2 separate regions of the Mus musculus genome follow, and region 2 is linked to region 1. Evidence: chromatin contacts called from public promoter capture Hi-C data. All regions are on one chromosome and are shown on one strand. The core of a region is the stretch at or near the end of the contact, and the rest is flanking DNA. Distances in the headings are between cores, read along the strand shown. Region 1 holds the start of Mst1r (macrophage stimulating 1 receptor (c-met-related tyrosine kinase)). Region 2 overlaps Dag1 (dystroglycan 1).

Region 1 (2,702 bases), core at 131-2,630:
AGGTGGTAAATGGGGAAGGCACATACAACAGAGTTGGGACCCATGCCAGAGCCACCATCCTTGACGGTCACAAAGACCCCAAAAAGCACTTCCTGGCCCTCTGAAATGCTCAGTTCCACAGCCAGTTTGGCATCCACTGGAGCAGAGTGGGCTGCCTGAAGCACTGGGTAGGGCTGTGTGCCCTCCGGGGCTCCACGGCGCCGGCGTTTAGGTGCAAAATGACAGTCCAAGACCAGCTCCCGGTAGTCACCAATCTCTGGCTCTACAGCATTGAGCCGGACCAGACGTGTATGCAAGGCACTGGGAGGGCTTGTGACACTGATGGGCTGGACAGTCAGAAAGTAGACAAAATCCCCCGAGTGGAAGCTGTACACATATTTGATGAGGTAGGAGGCCAAATATTTGGGCAGCACCGACAGCGACGGAAAACCTGGTTGGAATCCAGAAGTATCAGACTTTAGACGACGGATGGACACCGAGCGGGGGCTAAAGCTAGCGGCCAACTCTGGGTCTAGCGAAGATGCCACATAGAAGTAGGAAGCATGCCCCTGCTCCACCACAGTCACACGAGTGCCCAGGGGGCTAGCCACACAGTCCGTGCAGGCCTCAGGCTTGTTATTGTTTGCTGAGAATAGGCAGGCTGGAGCTGCTAAGTGCAGGGCTTTCCCCCGAGGCTCCAGCTCATGCAGGAAGCAGCGGCCCTGTAGGGTTGAGCCACAGCTGACCAGGGCTGGCAAACCTGGCTCCATCACTAGCACCAGTGTGTCTGTGTCCTTTGGTGGTCCATGAGGGCCTGGACCACAGCTCGCACAAGTCTGGCAGCCAGGGTTCCCGATAGGGCCAGTGGTCAGGTTCTCTATGAACTGCAGGTCAGGCCCAAGCACGTGCAGGTGATTGCGTGTGGCCACAAACACCGCACTATTTGTACTGTCCTCGTAGGCTGCGGTGGCCTGTACCCGGCCCCCCGCGGAGAAGCTGGGGACCACGTACTTGACACTGAAGTCTCGGGAGGCTGCGTAGGGTATTCGTGGGCACTGCCAGTTCAGGTTGGTGGACGCCGCCGACAGCCGCAAAAGAAGCATTAGCAGAAGAGAGGATTGAAGCAGCGGCAGAGGCAGCCCCATTGAGCTGGGGCCCCTTGGGAATCCCAGAAGGTCCAGGACTTGATCGAACCAGACTCAGGGTCCGAGCTGAGACCAGCTTTACGCAGCGGTACTGAAAGCTCCTGGGCAGCTGCCCCCCTGCCCTGGTCCCTGGCAAACCCAACCTTTCTCTCTGGCTTGTGGTCTGAGCACCTGGCTGTGGACCCACGGACACGGCAATGGCACGATCACCTCACCAGGGGCCCCAGCTGCTGCTTCTAGCTGCCGCTGCTACAGCTACTTGGATCAAAGTCGAAGGGAGGTGGGCCCCAGTGGGTGCGGCAGGGCTGGGGGCGGGGCTACGGGCGGAGCCCTGTCGAAGGCCCTGCTTTCTTTCCAGCTCTGTCTGACTCTTTCCAGCTGTGAGAAGGCTGTTGTTGTGACCTGGGAAGGAGTATTCCTGAACCATCCTATATCCCCACAACCCATCTGGTTGAGGTTAGAACGCTGCAGGACAATCTGGCTCCTCTCTCCTCATGGCCCTCTTTCATAGGAACACTGTCAGGCACTAGTTCACCATGTGGGGAACGGAGACGGAGACCAGGAATGCACTGGACAGAGTAATGCGGGGGTGGGGGCGCTGCAGAAAGGGATACATGGAACAGACCTTGTGTGGTCAGAGATCATCTTTCCATGTGCCTATTCAGAGAAGTGTCAGAGAAAGGTATGTTGTGCCCTGTCCTGTGTGCCAAGACCCATAAAGATTAATGGAGTCTGACCCGCCCTGGGTGGTAATACTTAGAGGAGGTAACTTCTGTGAAGACCTAGCCCTCTGGCTCGGATCCTGTCACTGTGGCCTCAGCATGAGAAGGCATATATGGGACAGAAGGGAAGAGTGACGGTAGAAAATGCCTCTCCTCCGGTGCCCTGGTACAGGAGAGGTGTGGTCTTTGAATTCCGGGGCACCTCTGATCCGCTCCTTGCTTTGTGGACCCAGTGTCTCTGAAACACGAATGTAGCTGTAGTTGGTTGGAATCCAGAGTCCTCTTTCCAGGATGGGTGAAGCCCATTCTGCTTTGCCACCTCTCTTTCCCGGGACTCAGCCGCTGTCTCTTGGTAAGACGCTTTCTCAATACCTCAGGGTAATGGAGCAGGAAGAGGTATTCTTAGCCAGGCAGCTGCCTTAGCTCCGTGAACCTGGGCTCTTGAGGGCTCCTCACAGGGTGGTCATAGGCAGTTTTGAGTCCCTAGGCAGCAGAGAATAAGAGAGCTGGGGAGGGAGGAACCCACCCTGGGGAATTCTACCTTTTCTACTCCACGCCCAGGACAAACTTCACTGCCTGCTTCTCCTTTCTAACATGGCCTTAGCTAGTGCTCCATCCCTTCATCCTTTCATAGTCGAGATGGTATTATCCTAGGATGCCTTTTTTGTTTTGTTTTGTTTTGTTACATAGAAACAGGGTTTCTCTGGGCAAAATAGGTTTTTCCTGGCTGTCTTGGAGTTCACTCTGTAGACCAGACTGCCCTCAAACTCAGAGATCCACCTGCTTCAGCCTTTCAGCCTTCCAAGTACTAGGACTAAGTATTGGGCATGTGTGCTACCATGCTGCTGTTGCTGCT
Region 2 (2,936 bases), core at 241-2,740, 320 kb before region 1:
GTATGTATAGCTCTAGCTGGTCTGGAACTCAGAGCTCTGCCTACCTTTGCCTCCTAAGTATTACTAGGATTAAAGACATGGGCCACTAAGTCCAGCCTCTTGAAGAAATTTAAAAAATAAATAAGTAAATATAAGTGTAACTTTTTGTTTGTTTGTTTTTTGTTTTCCGAGACAGGGTTTCTCTGTGTAGCCCTGGCTGTCCTGGCACTCACTTTGTAGACCAGGCTGGCCTCGAACCCAGAAATCCTCCTGCCTCTGCCTCCCGAGTGCTGGGATTAAAGGCGTGCACCACTATGCTAGGCTAATATAAGTGTAACTTGAATGGATGGTATATGTCTATAATCCCAACACTAGGAAGATTAATACAAGAGGATCAGGAGTTCAAGGCCAGTTTGGAATGCTCTCTGAAACCCTGTCTCAAATGCTAAAACCATAAACAAATTTAATATAGCCTACACTGTGTTTGTGAAGCCAACAATAATGCATAGTAAGGACTCTGGGCTTTGTGTACGCTCACCACTCACCCTCTTACCCAGGCTCAGCCAGGCTTTCCAGTCTGGGAAACAGCTCTGCTAACGCTGAGAGCCCATATGGCTGGACTAATTTTTTTTTGGGGGGGGCAATCTTTTATCTTTTATGCTGTATTTCTCTTATGACTTTTCTATGTTTAGATATATTTGAATACAGAAATGTTAGTATATACAATGGTCAATATTATTCATTACACTCAGTTTCTGTAAGTTTGTGGTCAAGAGAAATAAGCCATACTATAAAACCTCAATGTAAATGTATCACCTAGGTTTGCATTATATGACATTCATATAACTGTCTGACACATGCTCAGAGTATACCCTCATCATGAAACAACGGATAGTCATGCTTTTCCAGGTAGGTGCTTCCCAGAACTAAAGCTGCCTTCTACCTTTCCAAACTCCATCTGTACTTATGCTAACTCCCACCAACTCAATACAAAGGGACAGAGTAGCACTACCATTTGAAGGCAGGGTCAGGAGTCAAGGAGACCTGCCCTGAGAAGAAAGGAGAGTGAAGAGGCCAGTGCAAGGTCATGACCATATTTAATCTGCTGCTCCCTCCCCCCAGGAGGCAGGGAACTCATGGGATATCTGCAAGGGTGAAGGGCTTCATTACATTCCTCAATGACTGACTGACCATGCAGGAAGGCAGTGACCACTTGGTTATGTTTTCAAGTTAAAAGCTAAGCTTCCTGGTTTGTTTTTTTTTCCCATTGTAATAGGAAAGACTAAAAACCTCTAAATGTAATCTGGCTTTAAAGAATTGAATTTAGAAAACTCTCATGGCTGCTGGTCTTTCTGACCTAATTGGCCAATGATGTAGAACACTCCCAAATCACTGCCCTGCTCCTTTTCCTCCACATACAAAAACATACTCTCACAGACCATTTACTGCAGCCAGTGACCCTGCCAACAGCCTGTGATACAGGGCTGAGACCTCAGAAGGTCAGGGCCTCAGGATCAAAGAGGATGTCACAGCTCTGTGACTGAGAGCCATGTACACGTACTTGCTCTAAGCTGCCATGGTAACAAGTGTTTTAAAGGGATACTTCAACCTTCTGTGTTTAAAGTCCTGACAACTTGCTTAAGCTACCTTCTTTCCTGAACACATTCGTAAAGCTTGACCATCAGGAACATATTTTTCATGCCAGAAGTACACACCTTGTTTATAAATCAACAAGACAAAACTGGTGCCTACTGTCTTTGCCCAGGGAATTTCCTGCTAGAAGAATTCCTCCCCTCCCACAGATAGTTTTGTTTAACTTGCTCTTTTACTTGATCTTAAATCTTAACCATGGCTGCAGCTTCTGAGAAATCACTAACTTTCCTATGTTAGGTTCATACTTCTAAAAGAACAAAATGCCCAAAAGAGAGAAGAGATCCACTTAGGGTTTCTGACACCCTTATACAGATATACATACAGGCAAAATACCAGTGAGCATAAAATAAAAATAAATTAGATTTAATTTTTTTCCTTCAATAATCTTACCTTACTGAAACTTTATAAATTTTTCAGGTTTTTTTTTTTTGACACAGATTAGAACACAAATCAATTGCACATTGAATGGCTCAACATAATTTCTTTAAGAATTGACTCTAGGGGCTGGAGAGAAAGCTCAGTGGTTAAGAGGTCCTGAGTTGAGTTCCCAGCAACCACATGGTGGCTCACAACCAACCATAAAGGAATCTGATGCCCTCTTCTGGTGTGTCTAAAGACATCAACATTGTACTCAAATACATAAAATAAATAAATTTTTATTTTTTTTGGTTTTTCGAGACAGGGTTTCTCTGTGTAGCCCTGGCTGTCTTGGAACTCACTCTGTAGACCAGGCTGACCTCGAACTCAGAAATCCGCCTGCCTCTGCCTCCCGAGTGCTGGGATTAAAGGCGTGCGCTACCACTGCCCGGCAATAAATCTTAAAAAAAAAAAAAATAGAATCTAAGGCCTCACATGCTAAGCAGGTGAACATCCACCCCAGTTCCAAGTTTTATTTATTTATTTATTTATTTATTTATTTATTTATTTATTTATTTATTTTCGAGACAGGGTTTCTCTGTGTAGCCCTGGCTATCCTGGAACTCACTCTGTAGACCAGGCTGGCCTCGAACTCAGAAATCCGCCTGCCTCTGCCTCCCAAGTGCTGGGATTAAAGGCGTGCGCCACCACTGCCTGGCTTCCAAGTATTATTTTTAATACAGAGTCTTACACAGTTGCCCAGGCTAGATAGGACAGATTTCTGTAGTCTAGGCTGAGCTTGAACACACTTGTAACCAGACTCCTCCCCTCCCCCCTTCTTCTTCTTCCTTCTTCTTCTTCTTCTTCTTCTTTTTTTCTTGGCTTTTATTTTGAACATGGTATACCATATAGCTCTGGGTGGCTGGGAACTCTCGATGTAGACTAGG

Evidence for each region. Promoter capture Hi-C pulls out the DNA fragments that hold promoters and counts their contacts.
Region 2: a promoter capture Hi-C map of liver shows a contact between it and region 1, with 2.8 times the contacts expected there. The contact joins the enhancer-like site here to the promoter of Mst1r in region 1. A contact is called at or near these places in 3 of 39 promoter capture datasets (embryonic stem cells, liver and pre-B cells) and 3 of 484 Hi-C or Micro-C datasets (embryonic stem cells and regulatory T cells).

Annotation. Positions count from the first base shown.
Region 1 is chr9:107,905,567-107,908,268 of GRCm38.p6, reverse strand. It overlaps Mst1r (macrophage stimulating 1 receptor (c-met-related tyrosine kinase)), which reads right to left and starts at 1,380. Exons shown (of 19, transcript NM_009074.2): 1 at 1-1,380. The coding sequence starts at 1,124.
Region 2 is chr9:108,226,630-108,229,565 of GRCm38.p6, reverse strand. All of the region lies in intron 2 of Dag1 (dystroglycan 1), which reads left to right. Among named protein-coding and RNA genes, the nearest start is that of Dag1, 36 kb to the left of the region's middle. Within about 2 kb of position 1,490, at least 14 of the 459 cell types and tissues checked have an H3K27ac peak or open chromatin away from gene starts, as enhancers often do. A contact at or near this core is called in liver, where this site is marked.